Linked DNA regions of Mus musculus: all the other regions are linked to region 3. A link is a contact called in public HiChIP or PLAC-seq and promoter capture Hi-C data. All regions are on one chromosome and are shown on one strand. Each heading gives the region's core, a stretch centred on a gene start, on an enhancer-like site or on the middle of the called end of the contact. The rest is flanking DNA. Distances are from core to core; before and after follow the strand shown.

What was found. Promoter capture Hi-C pulls out the DNA fragments that hold promoters and counts their contacts. HiChIP or PLAC-seq counts read pairs in DNA pulled down with a chosen protein or histone mark.
Region 1: a contact with region 3 is called in a promoter capture Hi-C map of neural stem cells. The contact joins the promoter of Prss41 here to the promoter of Rab26 in region 3. A contact is called at or near these places in 2 of 39 promoter capture datasets (cranial neural crest and neural stem cells).
Region 2: an H3K4me3 HiChIP or PLAC-seq map of embryonic stem cells shows a contact between it and region 3, with 7 read pairs. The contact joins the promoter of Unkl here to the promoter of Rab26 in region 3. A contact is called at or near these places in 1 of 39 promoter capture datasets (pre-B cells), 1 of 484 Hi-C or Micro-C datasets (muscle stem cells) and 1 of 115 datasets of contacts at active chromatin or transcription factors (embryonic stem cells).

Annotation. Positions count from the first base shown.
Region 1 is chr17:23,842,172-23,846,376 of GRCm38.p6, reverse strand. It overlaps Prss41 (protease, serine 41), which reads left to right and starts at 2,221. Exons shown (of 7, transcript NM_027644.1): 1 at 2,221-2,300; 2 at 2,394-2,420; 3 at 2,506-2,538; 4 at 2,767-2,935; 5 at 3,852-4,132. The coding sequence starts at 2,240.
Region 2 is chr17:25,186,658-25,190,722 of GRCm38.p6, reverse strand. Unkl (unkempt family like zinc finger) reads right to left here and starts at 2,323. Exons shown (of 15, transcript NM_001197024.1): 1 at 2,231-2,323; 2 at 1,048-1,257. The coding sequence starts at 2,307. BC003965 (cDNA sequence BC003965) reads right to left here. Exons shown (of 2, transcript NM_183150.2): 2 at 3,061-4,065. It overlaps Gm52286 (a long non-coding RNA gene), which reads left to right and starts at 1,253. Exons shown (of 2, transcript XR_003952239.1): 1 at 1,253-1,607; 2 at 1,714-2,669.
Region 3 is chr17:24,531,439-24,535,844 of GRCm38.p6, reverse strand. Rab26 (RAB26, member RAS oncogene family) reads left to right here and starts at 2,098. Exons shown (of 9, transcript NM_177375.1): 1 at 2,098-2,468; 2 at 3,523-3,633. The coding sequence starts at 2,262. It overlaps Gm33508 (predicted gene, 33508), which reads right to left and starts at 1,950. Exons shown (of 3, transcript NR_169077.1): 1 at 1,860-1,950.

The DNA of each region.
Region 1 (4,205 bases), core at 972-3,471, 690 kb after region 3:
TTTATTTTCTATGTACCAGTATTTTGTTTGGATTCGTGTCTGTGCAGCACCTGTGTGCTTGGTGCCTGCAGAGGTCAGACGAGAGCATCAGATCCCTAGAAGTGGAGTTAAGGACAGTCCTGAGCTGCCTTGTGAGTACAGGGAACTGAACTTAGGTCCTCTGCAAGAAGAGCAAGTGCTCTTAACCCCTGGGCCTTCTCTCTAAAATAACGCTTTAGAAAAATTAATTAGGGGGCTGGAAAGATGGCTCAGTAGTTAAGAGCACTGATGGCTCTTTCAGAGGTTCTGAGTTCAAATCCCAGCAACCACATCATGGCTCACAACCATCTGTAATGGGATCTGATGCCCTAATCTGGTGTGTCTGAAGACAGCAACAGTATGTATATTCATGTACTTAAAAAATAAATAAATCTTTTTTAAATTTTATTTTTATTAGGTATTTTCTTCATTTACATTTCAAATGCTTTCCCAAAAATCCCCCAGGCCCTCCCCCCACTTTCCTACCCACCCTCTCCCACTTCTTGGCCCTGGTGTTCCCCTGTACTGAGGCATATAAAGTTTGCAAGACCAAGGGGCCTCTCTTCCCAATGATGGCTGACTAGGCCATCTTCTGATACATATGCAGCTAGAGACACAAGCTCCGGGGTACTGGCTAGTTCATATTGTTGTTCCACCTATAGGGTTGCAGACCCCTTCAGCTCCTTAGGTACTTTCCCTAGCTCCTCCATTGGGGGCCCTGTGTTCCATCCAATAGTTGACTGTGAGCATCCACTTCTGTGTTTGCTAGGGCCTGGCGTAGTCTCACAAGAGACAGTTATATCAGGGTAAAAAAAAGAAAATCTTAAAACAAACAAAAAACACAAATAATAAATAAACAAATAATTAATTAAGACCATGCATGGTGGTACACACTTTTTTTGTTTGTTTGTTTTGTTTTTCGAGACAGGTTTCTCTGTAGACCTGGCTGTCCTGGAACTCACTTTGTAGACCAGGCTGGCCTTGAACTCAGAAATCCACCTGCCTCTGCCTCCCAAGTGCTGGGATTAAAGGTGTGTGCCACCACGCCTGGCATGTGGTGGTACACACTTTTAAGCCCAGAGGTAAGTGGATCTTTATGAATTTAAGGCCAGCCAGGTCTCTACACAGCCCCAGAACTTATTATGTAGACCAGGCTGGCCATGAACTCATAAAGATCCACCAGGTTACTTTTGGTCATGATTTATCACAGCAACAGAGCAAACTATGACAATATGTCTTCTCAGTTCAGTTAGTCCAACTAAGAACATCCTCACAGGCCTGCATGCAGGCCAAGCTGATAGAGAGAATGTCCCTCACTGAGACTGCCTTCCCACGAGACTTCCCAGATTCTGCCAAGCTAAGGGCTGAAATTAGCTATCACAGTTATACAATGATTGATAGAGGCCAAAACCAGGACCCTGGTGCAGTTAAGCAAGCATCTTACCACTGAGCCTTCTCAATAGGTCCTTCTGGTGCTCGTGGCCAGGTTGTTGCTCAGTGCTGGGCTAACTTCCTGTGAGACAAAGGTCCTTACTGAGAGAACTAAGTGTTGTCCATTAGTCTGGGCTGGTGAGGTAATCTAGAAGCATGTGTCTGATTTTGATAGGTGTCCTTTACTGTATAAACTTTGACCATGAACATATTACATTCTCTGAGTTCCATAAGAACTTCTAATCAGTCGTGGAGGCAGAGGGTTTTGGTATGGATACCCAACTGGCTGTGAATTCAAAGCTAATAACTGATGAGCCAGTATGGTTATATAGGCCCTGACATGTTCCTGTACAAAGGGTAAGAGTGTCTGGTGATCCCCATACAGTGTGTAGGGCTCATTGCAATGGTAGCAGGTAGATTATAGGGCTCTAAGCTCTGTCTGTCCTCAAATAGGGCCAGCCTTTGTTCAGTGCATCCAGCAAAAGGCTATCACACATAACACAAGGCAGCATACCCTAAGGCCTGCTCATGAGCTTTTCCTAGGAGTGCGGGCTGAGGGCCAGGGCCTTGGTCCTACAGAAAGCTGTCAGTACACAAGAGAGAAGACATCCAAATCCTGGGCTCTGACAAGAAAAAGATGACTGTGGTTCATCAATTGACCGCTCTGGAGTCAAGCCGGGAAACGGTGGCCGAGCAAAGCTCCTACTCCCTGACCTGTCCCCTAGAGGGCGCCACTAAGCCTGTAGCGGCAGGACGTTAAAGCTGGGCACCCGACTTCAGAGAGGCCGCCATGGGTATACAGGGCCCAGTGCTGCTGCTGCTGCTGCTGTGCGTGATGCTGGGGAAGCCTGGTGAGCTAAGGAGATTCATTCACCAGACTGGGGGTCATGGGGGAGTATGGGAAACTCGGAGGTCCGCGCGAGGCTCACCTTATCTCCACCCAGGGTCACGTGAAGAAAGCCAGGCGGCAGGTGAGGAACCGTGGTCCCTGTGAGAAACACCTACCGAGGCCAGGCATAAAGAAGTCGCCTCATCTTTTCCACTCCTCCCCCACAGATCTCAAGAGCACAGACATCAAGCTTCTCTCAAGTGACTGATGGGCTCTGTGGAGGGCTGGGTGTCTGTGAACCACGTGTGAAGGGTTTCTGCGCCATCTCCTGATCTCCTGCCTCTTCAACAAAACCCCAGGATACTGGAGGAAGGGGGGGGGGTGTACGGTTGCGTGGTTCTCCCCAGTTCCTCCCATACACGTGTACCCTAGGGATGCTATGGGCCTTCCTAGGCTGCTCAGCCATGTGTCTTATTTGTCTGTCCCAGTGCCCTGTGGCCGCCGGAATGACACTCGGTCCCGGATAGTGGGCGGGATAGAATCCATGCAAGGGCGCTGGCCGTGGCAGGCCAGCCTGCGCTTGAAGAAGTCCCACCGCTGCGGAGGGAGCCTTCTCAGCCGCCGCTGGGTGCTCACTGCTGCACACTGCTTTAGAAAGTGAGTGTGGGATGGTAGGAGCGGGGTGGGACAGCCTCCTGATATCCTGAGCTCCAAGCGCTGCTTACAATCCAAAAACCTTACCATTGGCCCTGCAGGGGGCGCCACTCTAATTCTTCCAGGATGTTTTATTCAAACATTCCCATGCTGTTTCGGGTCTATTCATCTATGCTCACTGCCCCCTACCATATCGAATTAGGAAGGCGCAGGTCTCATTCCACCTTCCCTTGGAGGTTCCCAAGGTTGGTTGGTTGGTTGGTTGGTTGGTTGGTTGGTTGGTTGGTTGGTTGATTGGTTGGTTGGTTTTGAGGTGCCTTGAACTTTTTACTTAACAGAAGATGACTTTGAACTTCTGATCCTCTGGCCTCTACCTCTTGGCATGCTAGGATTACAAACGTGCACCTCCATGCCTGAGTCTATACAATTCGGGGGGGGAGGGGGGTCAAACCCAGGGATTCACTCATGATAAGCAAACTGTCTATTGAGTTACATCCCCAACCCCATACCAGATATGAATTCTATTCAGAGAGGCCCTTAAGAAGTGACCAGACCAACCAGGCAGTGGTGGCGCACGCCTTTAATCCCAGCTCTTGGGAGGCAGAGGCAGGCGAATTTCTGAGTTTGAGGTCAGCCTGGTCTACAGAGTGAGTTCCAGGACAGCCAGGGCTACACAGAGAAAGCCTGTCTCGGAAAAAAAAAAAAATAGTGACCAGACCATTGGGGACTGTGGTCTTCCTGTTTCTCTCCTCAGAGTCCCAGGAGAAGGGAATCTGGTTATGTCTAGGCTTTGTTTCTACAAGGGGGTCTCAGCAAGTAAATAGTACCAGAGCTACGGTGTCACCTCACACAGAGATCCGGTGGCTCAGGTGGCCAGCGTCCTCCTGAGGGTCCTGATCACTTTCATCTTCCCTGCTAGGTACCTTGATCCAGAAAAGTGGACCGTCCAGCTTGGGCAGCTTACATCCAAGCCGTCTTACTGGAACAGGAAGGCCTATTCTGGACGGTACAGGGTAAAGGACATCATCGTAAACTCCGAAGACAAGCTGAAGTCCCATGACCTGGCCCTGCTGAGGCTGGCCTCCTCGGTCACCTACAACAAGGACATCCAGCCTGTCTGTGTGCAGCCTTCCACCTTTACGTCCCAGCACCAGCCCAGGTGCTGGGTGACCGGCTGGGGAGTCCTTCAGGAGGATTTGAGTGAGATTAGCAACGCAGGGTGGGCATGTGGGTGTGCTATCTGTCCCCTGTTTCAGCCACAGCAGGCCCTGAA
Region 2 (4,065 bases), core at 1,074-3,573, 650 kb before region 3:
AGCTGGCCCCTGGCACCTGCAGGCAGGCCAACCAGTCTGGCCGATTTAACCAGCTCCAGGCCAGTGAGAGACCCTGTTTTAAAATAAGGTGAGAACAGCATGTAAGGTTAACCTGAGAACTCCAATCGTGTGTGTACGCACTGGCGCGTGAGCCGCCACACTCTGCACCTGCACACACAAGCACACACATGCACACAAAGAAAGACATCTGTTCATAACACCATTAGGAAACTTGTAAAATATAAACTAACCCAAACAAAACCTTGACTTATTAAAATCCAAAAGTGTTACATAACTGACAACGTGCAAATAAAACAACTTTCCTACCATTAAAAAAAACAAAACAAAACAAAAAAACAACTACAAATGAGCAGAACGCATCACAGTGTTAAAGAGTCCTAGCCTACATAAGCAGATCACGGGCTCCTGTCCACAAATCAATTCACAAATCCTTATCAGAATAACAGTTCTGCTACTCTTCTTTAAAATACATACATAAGCAAGAAAATATTCCACACTTACATGTTACACATGACACACTTACAACTGACCACACAAAACCGTTTTAAATCAGATGGCTGGCAAAACATGGGCCAGTTTTAAAGTAGAGCATTGGATGGGGTGGGGTGGTAAGTGAATCAAAATCAGTTTGAATTACCAAAGATTTTCACCTACAACACACATACATCATCTTTTAGGAAACTAGCCTACAAACAGGGAACCCCTCAAGCACACTACTCTACTGACCCCGAGAAGTCTTGAATAAAAATGAGGTTCCCTCTACAGGTAGTGGGTGTTAAAAAGAAGCAAGGAGACCAGTGTAGTGGCATACACCTTTAATGCCAGCACTTTAAGGGGCCAAGACAGGTATCACTATGAGTTTGAGGCCAGTCTGGTCTACATACAGTGTTTCAGGACAGCCAGGCCTTCATAAAGACACCCTGTCTCAAAAAAACAAAAAACCAGAAACCTCAAAAACCTGTTGATCAGAGAGTCAACACCAATCCTGAGGAAAGACCATGAGCCACCCACCGGAACCCCACTTACTCATCACCATCGGGACACAGGCCGGTGGCCTCATCGTACTTGGAGCAGTATATGTCCGGGCTGTAGTTGAAGGTGCCATCGCGTCGTCGGAGCGGTCTGCGACGACGCTGATTTAGGAAATGCCAATGGAAACAGGTGAACGGCCTGTGCTGGCTGCACTTATGCTGCAAAAACAGGGAGCACTGCTCTGTCCTAAACTCCTTTAGATACCTAAAAAGACAAACAGCGTTGCGGGCCGCAGCCACCGCCGGCTGGAGGCCCCTGGGATGCGGCGGGGCAGGGTCCCAGACGAGAAGCATCCCCCACCCCCGGCAATACACACACACACACACACACACACACACACACACACTGAGCGATCCTGACTGCCATGGCCCGGTACCCTCCTTTTTTAAAAGCACCCCGGGTGTCACTTCCCAACTCGGAGACCAGGTAACTCCAGTCAGGCAGACTCTCCGTTCCCTGACCCCAAATACCACTTCCCAGTCCCCAGATAAGAAGATTCCCGGACACGAGGCATAGACCTCCTCTTAGCAGGCCATCACCAACTCTGATCCCAGGTAACTCTACAGAAGTACACTCCATTCTCTGCCCCCTTCTAGTCCCTGACCCCTGGAGCCACCTCTCAATCCTCAGTCCCGGTCTCCCGCTCGACTACCTTCATAGGTTCCAGATGGACTGCAAGCGCCACCCGCCCACACCAGGCGCAACCCCTCTTCTGCGCCGCAGAAACGACCCCCGGGCTCACAACCAAGCGGCCACCGGACTCTAGGTGCGGCTCCGCCCCCAGCCCAGAGGTCACCCCAGACCCCGGAACCGCCTCTCAACCTCAGGCAGCGACTGCTCGAGTCCGGATGGCCGTGCGCCCACCTCCAGCCCAGGCGCGGCCCTGAGCTACGAACGCAGGCGCTGTTCCCCAGACTCCAGTCTGGCGCGCGGGGTCGCCGGAGACCAGGAGCAAGTCCAGCCCCCAAGCCAGGGGTCACCGAAAACCCTGGGCGCTGCCACTCCACCTTAGGCGGCGGCCCGCGCCTGGACGGCGTGACCCGCAAGAGCTGGCGGCGGGGGCGCGGGCGCGGGCGGGGCGCACCCACAGCGGCGACACCGGGGCCCGTGGCGCACGCGGGCCGCTGCTTTGCGCCGCAGCGCCCAGAAGGCCACGGACCGCAGCCCAGGCACTGACCTGTAGTGGGTTGGTTTCTCTGTCTGCGGGGGGGACCCGCTCAGCGCCGCCGCCGCCGCTTTCGAAACCGACGGCATTTTCAGTCAAAACAATGCAGCGCGCATGCGCCGCGCCGGCGCCCCCGGATCTCCCCCCCGCACCGAGCCCCCTGCGCCCCCCGCCGCGCCGGCCACACCCCCGGGCACGCCACGCCGGCCACGCCCCCACCGACCCCTCGCCCACGCGCGCTGTGCGGCGGGGGTGACACACAGGTTCTGCCGGCCCACCACGGCAGCAAGTTACAGGCGCAAGGCGGGACACGCCCGTTGGTGTAGAGTCCCCATGATGGCCTCTGCGTCCAGGGCTGCTGTTGGGCACAGGTTTCTTTGAACTGGAAAAAGTCTATAATTAGACTGTGACGATGGTCGCCCCTTTATTAAATTTGTGAATTTAAGGATAATCCGAGTGTGAATTCTGTTGAGCCACTTTTTTAAAAACACAGCGTAAGATGCTGCCAGATGAGCCCATCGGGTAAAGGATGTACAGGGTGGTCAGTAATCAGACTGATCTGGGGTCCGCAGAATGCTAACTGCACGTGGCGGGCAGGACTCGCAAGTGCTAGGATGAATTCGGGAGAACCCAGGGCTAGCATTCACTGGTGTGTAAAGTGACCACAGCTCCTCTGCTAACTGCGGGTGTGCTCTGAGGGATAAAGTCTGAGTAGCACAGCCACAAGTGTTCTGAAAGGAATGGGCAGAAAAGAGAGGGATGTTTTCAGAAAGGAGGATTACAGAAAACCTATCCCATTTCCAGAAACACGATCTAAAATATTAACAGAGAGACATACACGGTCCAGGTATGTATGCTATATTTTAAAGTACTAGTAAGGTAAAATTACCATTTGCTGGTAGGATTACTGACTTCTTCATATGACATTTTTGTAGACAAATTCTTTGAGTTGTTGACAACTTTGGAGAGTGAGTTGGTTTGGTTTGGGTGCTAGAGGTAGAACCCGGAGCCATGTGCGTGCCCGGACCCAGGTCCATGCCGGCTAAGCACTTATCCCTGAGCATTTCCCCTAGCCCACAGACCCTGAAGTTAACTTAGTTTAAAGGACTTATTTTAATGGTTGCACAAGCATGTGGATGGATAGTGAGCTGTAGGCAGTCCCAGCAAACAGAAACATTGTTTTTTCAAAGATCAAATAGAAGAATGAGCAAGCAGGGAAGGGCAGACAGGGGAACCTACAGAGGAATAAATGTGTCTCAGACTGCTGAGGGATAGGGAATGAAAACTAGGTCAACCCCCAAGTCCAGCCTGGAGAAACACACAAGACAACCTAAGGAATCTGAGAGAGAGAGAGGGAGAGAAAGAGAGAGAGAGGGAGAGAGAGAGAGAGAGAGAGAGAGAAGCTGGCTCTGTAAGGTGTGACAGAGAGCAAATAGCAGTGATGGTGGAACTCAGCGACCTTGACTGTGGACATGGGCAAAGGTCTCTCATCAAAAGATGTGTTTTATTCCTCTGCAGACATCACCTGTGACACCCACATAAGGGCCAGACGTGTCCTTTTATTGAAGCTGGTACTCGAGGGCTATGGCTCAGAACAGAACTAACAGGTTTTTATCTGTGTAACAGCTCACTTCCAACACTACTGAGCCTTTCCATTTTCAAGAGCTTACACAAAGTGGCTGTTGGGGCTGGAGAAATTGCTCACAGTGAATGGCTCCTCTTCCAGAGGACCCAAGTTCAGTTCCCAGAACCTACATGGTTGCTCATAGCCATTTGTATTTCCAGTTCCAGGGAATCTGACATCCTCTTCTTACCTGTATAGGCAACAGACATGTATGTGATGCACA
Region 3 (4,406 bases), core at 849-3,348:
TGTAGTCCTGATAGGCCTGGAACTTGCTATGTAGACCAGGCTCACTCACCTTTAACCCACTAAGATCTGTCTCCCCGGGCTTCAGGAGCACAAGGATTAAAGGCATGCGTCACCATGCCCATCTGAGGGCCGAATTTCTAACTTGTATTTCTTTTGCCAATTTAGTAGCTGCTTACTGAGGCCAGGAGCTGGCTGCCAGGGATATGGCTGTGACCGAGACAAGCTGCTTCCTGCTCCCAGAAAAGCTCCCATTCCAGAGTGAGAAACGGATGGGAGCAGAGGAGCCTTGAGATATAGTGATCAAAGAGGAGCAGAAGTGTGGGGCCTGAGGCTTCTCGGGAGAAAGCAGAGACCTGGATTTTATGTAAATGTTCCTCCTTTTAAAAGCAAGTCTGTCTCCTCTGCTGTCAGAGGCGCCCCTCCTCTGCTCTCCTCCCACTTTCTCTGGCTTGCCTGTTCCCTCTCTCTCCTTCTAGATGCCTGCACTGTTTTCACTGCCCTCAACCTGAATCTCCTCCTTGCAGCTCCTGCCTAGAACGTCCAAACTTGAACTCTATGTGTATGCCCTGTACTGGACGGATTCTAGGCAGTAGCTGGAAGGAGGTTACATGGTCTACTTCCTAGGGCGATAGGCACAGGCTGTTGAGGTTCTCAGCTGAGATCCTGGGCCAATCATGCTGAGGTTGGCCTTGTGAGGACGGGATACTGAAGTCCTCAGGGAATGCAAAAGTGAGAGCCCAGTACCCCCACTCTGGGTCAGGATGTATACAGATCTGGAAATTGGCCTGAAAGAGATAGGAGGAGGCTTTGAGCCACAGAGGTAGGGAGTTCTTCATGCTCTGCTCTCTGCCAACTGAGAAAGTTTAGAAGGCCGTCAAGAAACGCAGAGTTTTGGTGACAATGATCACATCTTGGAGAACAGCTAGGCCATTCCAGAGGAACACCAAGAAATACTGGGTCTCAAAGGCACCACCCTCCAGCATCCACTGTCCTTAACTCTGACTTTCTTTCTCCTGACTGGAGTGTCTTAGGTGAGGGGCTTTGGACAGAAATCCTCCAGTCAGCATAGGTAAAGCAGCAGGGTCAGAATCAGGAGAAGGGTATACCAGGTCCTGAACCAGTTTGGGGTTTAGAAAATCAACACAGACCTCTCTTGGATGAGAACCTAGGATGGAAAGACCATGGGCCAGTCAATTCTAGGAAGGGACCTCCAATCTTCTAGGCTGTCAGGGCAGACCTCTAACCCTAATCCTAACCCTAACCTATGCCTTGGTTATCTCTGAAGGCCTGATGCTGGCTGGCTGTGATAACTACTTCTTTCTCACTTTAGATATCCGTACTTCAACCCAGGTGGCAAAATATGTGAGGAAGATGGGGCTGGAGAGATGGCTCAGTGGTTAAGAGCACCGACTGCTCTTATGAAGGTCCTGAGTTCAAATCCCAGCAACCACATGGTAGCTCACAACCATCCCTAACAAAATCTGACGATCTCTTCTGGAGTATCTGAAGACAGCTGCAGTGTACGTACACATAACAAATAAATAAATCTTAAAAAAAAAAAATACGTGAGGAAGAACAGCGTGCCCGTTATGCCTCTGATCAGCTGAGCCCAGAGTGCTCGGTGCAGCAGGGATTGTTTGTGAAGCATGAGTGTTGGAGCTTCTTAAATTTGCCTATCCTGGAGGGAATAGCATTGAGGACAAGTAGTCAGATGGCTGGTATCTCTGATAGAAAAACAAAAACAAAAACCCTGAATCTCAGGCTGCCTATTCATGCAAGCCATCTGCCCCAGCATCCTCATCTCAGAACACATCGTAGTCCCAGGTCCATGGACTAGTCTATTGAGCTAGGTTACTGACCTGGGACATTGAAGACTGGGGCAAAGAGAGGACACAGGATCCTGGTGCTTCCTTCACTGGACAACTGGAGCCCTTTGAGCACAGTGCACTTGGAGCATGCTCCTGGGATGCACACCTAAGGCCTTCTTGGGACCTCTTGACCCCGCCCCTGGAGCGACAGACTTATTTGCATGGCTCCGCCTCAGAGCGACCATTGGCAGTGGTGGCGGGAGGCTGGGCCTGAATGGCTGCGCCGCCTGTGGGGACGCGGGGGCGGGGCAGGCACTGAGTGCTGGAGATGCTGCTGCTACTGCCGCCGCCGCTGCCGCTGCGGGACGGGTTCGGGTCCGAGTCGGTCTTGGCGGGCACGGGGCGTGGGACAACCCGGGACACAGCGGTAGCAGCAGGAGCACACTGAGAACCATGTCCAGGAAGAAGACCCCCAAGAGCAAGGGGGGGAGTGAGCCGGCTACCTCTACGCTGCCCGCCGCCGCCGCCGCCACCAATGGGCCACGTCTGGCACATCCGAGGACTGTGCGCCCTGGCCCAGAGGCACCGCCCAATGGGCCCCCGCAGTCCATCCGGCCCTCACTTGGTAGCACTGGAGACTTCTACGATGTTGCTTTCAAGGTGAGCCAGGCACCTCCCCGCCATGGGAATGCAGCAGGTGGCGTTGGATCCTAGACTGCCGCTGGGGAAGAGTGCAGGGCCTTGCAGACCCTCGGCGCTGAATTGGCACAGCACCTTGCAGATGGCACGGCAGTACCTTACATTGTCACGCGACCCTACGTGCGTGCACGAGCGCGCGCGTACACTCTCTCACACACACAAACACAACTATTAGACTAGGGTCTGGGGTATTCAACAGCTGGCAGGGCCCTACCCCCACTCCATCTACTGCAAGGCCAAGCAAGATCAGAGTTTTGAAGCTGTCCCTCTGGGATCTATGGCCCCTACCGGTGCTCCTGTCTCATCATTTCCCATCCATATGCTGCCTTCCCTCACCCCCCCAAGGGGCTGTAAGTGTCCTTTTTCTGGGAGAGAAGAGAACAAGGCCACCCTAGACCAGAACAAAATTGAAGCCTAGGTGAATTGACCTCCGAAGGCAGGGCCATCACTGGGTCCTGAAACATTGGCCTGAGGGATCATGTGGGTGGGAAAGACTTCACTGGTCTGGCCCTCAGGCCCACAGATATCCCTACCCCCTCTTCACTTCAAAAGCTGTCACACCTCTTCCGAACCTTGCTGCTGAGATTTGTGTCTTTGCTGGAATTCGAAGAGGCCCCCAATACTGAGTCCCCAAAGGTCTCTTAGGAGCTTCCAGCTGCACTCCCATGGCTCTGCTCCCCATAGGCCCCAAATGCTGCCCTCCCAGATCAAGCATGTTGTCCATGGAGGAGGGGTAGGTAAGGTCCTGGATGGGGACAGCTGTCCTCACTCTCTGTGACTGAGGCAGCATTGTTGGAGGGAGAGGTGATAGGGGGTGAACGGGGGTGAGGGTGGGGAGGGGGAGAGAGAAGCTGGGCATCCATGCTATTGGGGTCCACACTGCTGAACCTACAGGCCTGGGATACTCATTTCCTCTCCTGCCTCCCCCACAGCTCAAGGCAGATCAGAAGCATCTCTAGGTGGGCAAGGCCCTCGGCTCCAAGCCTGAATCCTCTGATCCTCCTGCCTGTTCTAGGTCATGCTGGTGGGGGATTCCGGTGTGGGGAAGACCTGCCTGCTTGTGCGCTTCAAGGATGGGGCTTTCCTGGCTGGTACCTTCATCTCCACTGTGGGCATCGACTTCCGGGTGAGAGTAGAGGCCGGTGTCCCGAGCTCTGACTGGGTCCCACTGTGCTATGGTTCCTATACATAGTCCTCCTAGTACCCTTGGCTGTGGATTCTCAATCTCCTGACATGTCCATAGGCCCAGGGGGTGGAGCTTAGCTACCAAAGCATCTGCCACCCACCCCTGAGAGTCCGGGGGTCCTGGGAAGCCTCCTAATACCCAGGGTAGTGCCTGCATTCAGCGGAAGCCGTTTTCTCATCCCAGGGGTTGATGCTGTGCTCCAGGATAGTGACAGCGAGAGAAAACCTAAGGCCTGTTCACTCAGGAGATCCCTGCATTTGCATATGGAGACCTCCTTAGGATCCCAGGCAGGGTCTCGAGTGCTAGTGTTAAAGCCCATCCCCACCCCCACCCAGTCTGAATCTCATGTGCTGAGGTGTTGGTGTGTTCTTGGCAAATCCTGAATTTGCATTTTTTCTCACCCTTTAATTTGACCCAGTTAGCAGGGGGTTGGGAGGAAGGCCCATTTCTGGAGACAGGAAAAGGGGCTCCCTCCAGTGGGACCTGTTCTTTATCCTATACAGGCCTGGAAGACTGTAGGTCTCCTTAAGCCCTCTAGGTTATAAGAGTCTAGGGTGAAGTAAAGGCTGAAGTACCAGAGGGAGGAGGAGAGGCATGAAAACGGGTCTCCTTGCCTGTCATGGCCTCCCCCTCCTCCTCTTGGTTTGTAGGGCTGCTTGGTTTGCACCCCTGTTCAGGGTGCAGGAAAGGCGAAGCACCCTCCTGTGCCAGGC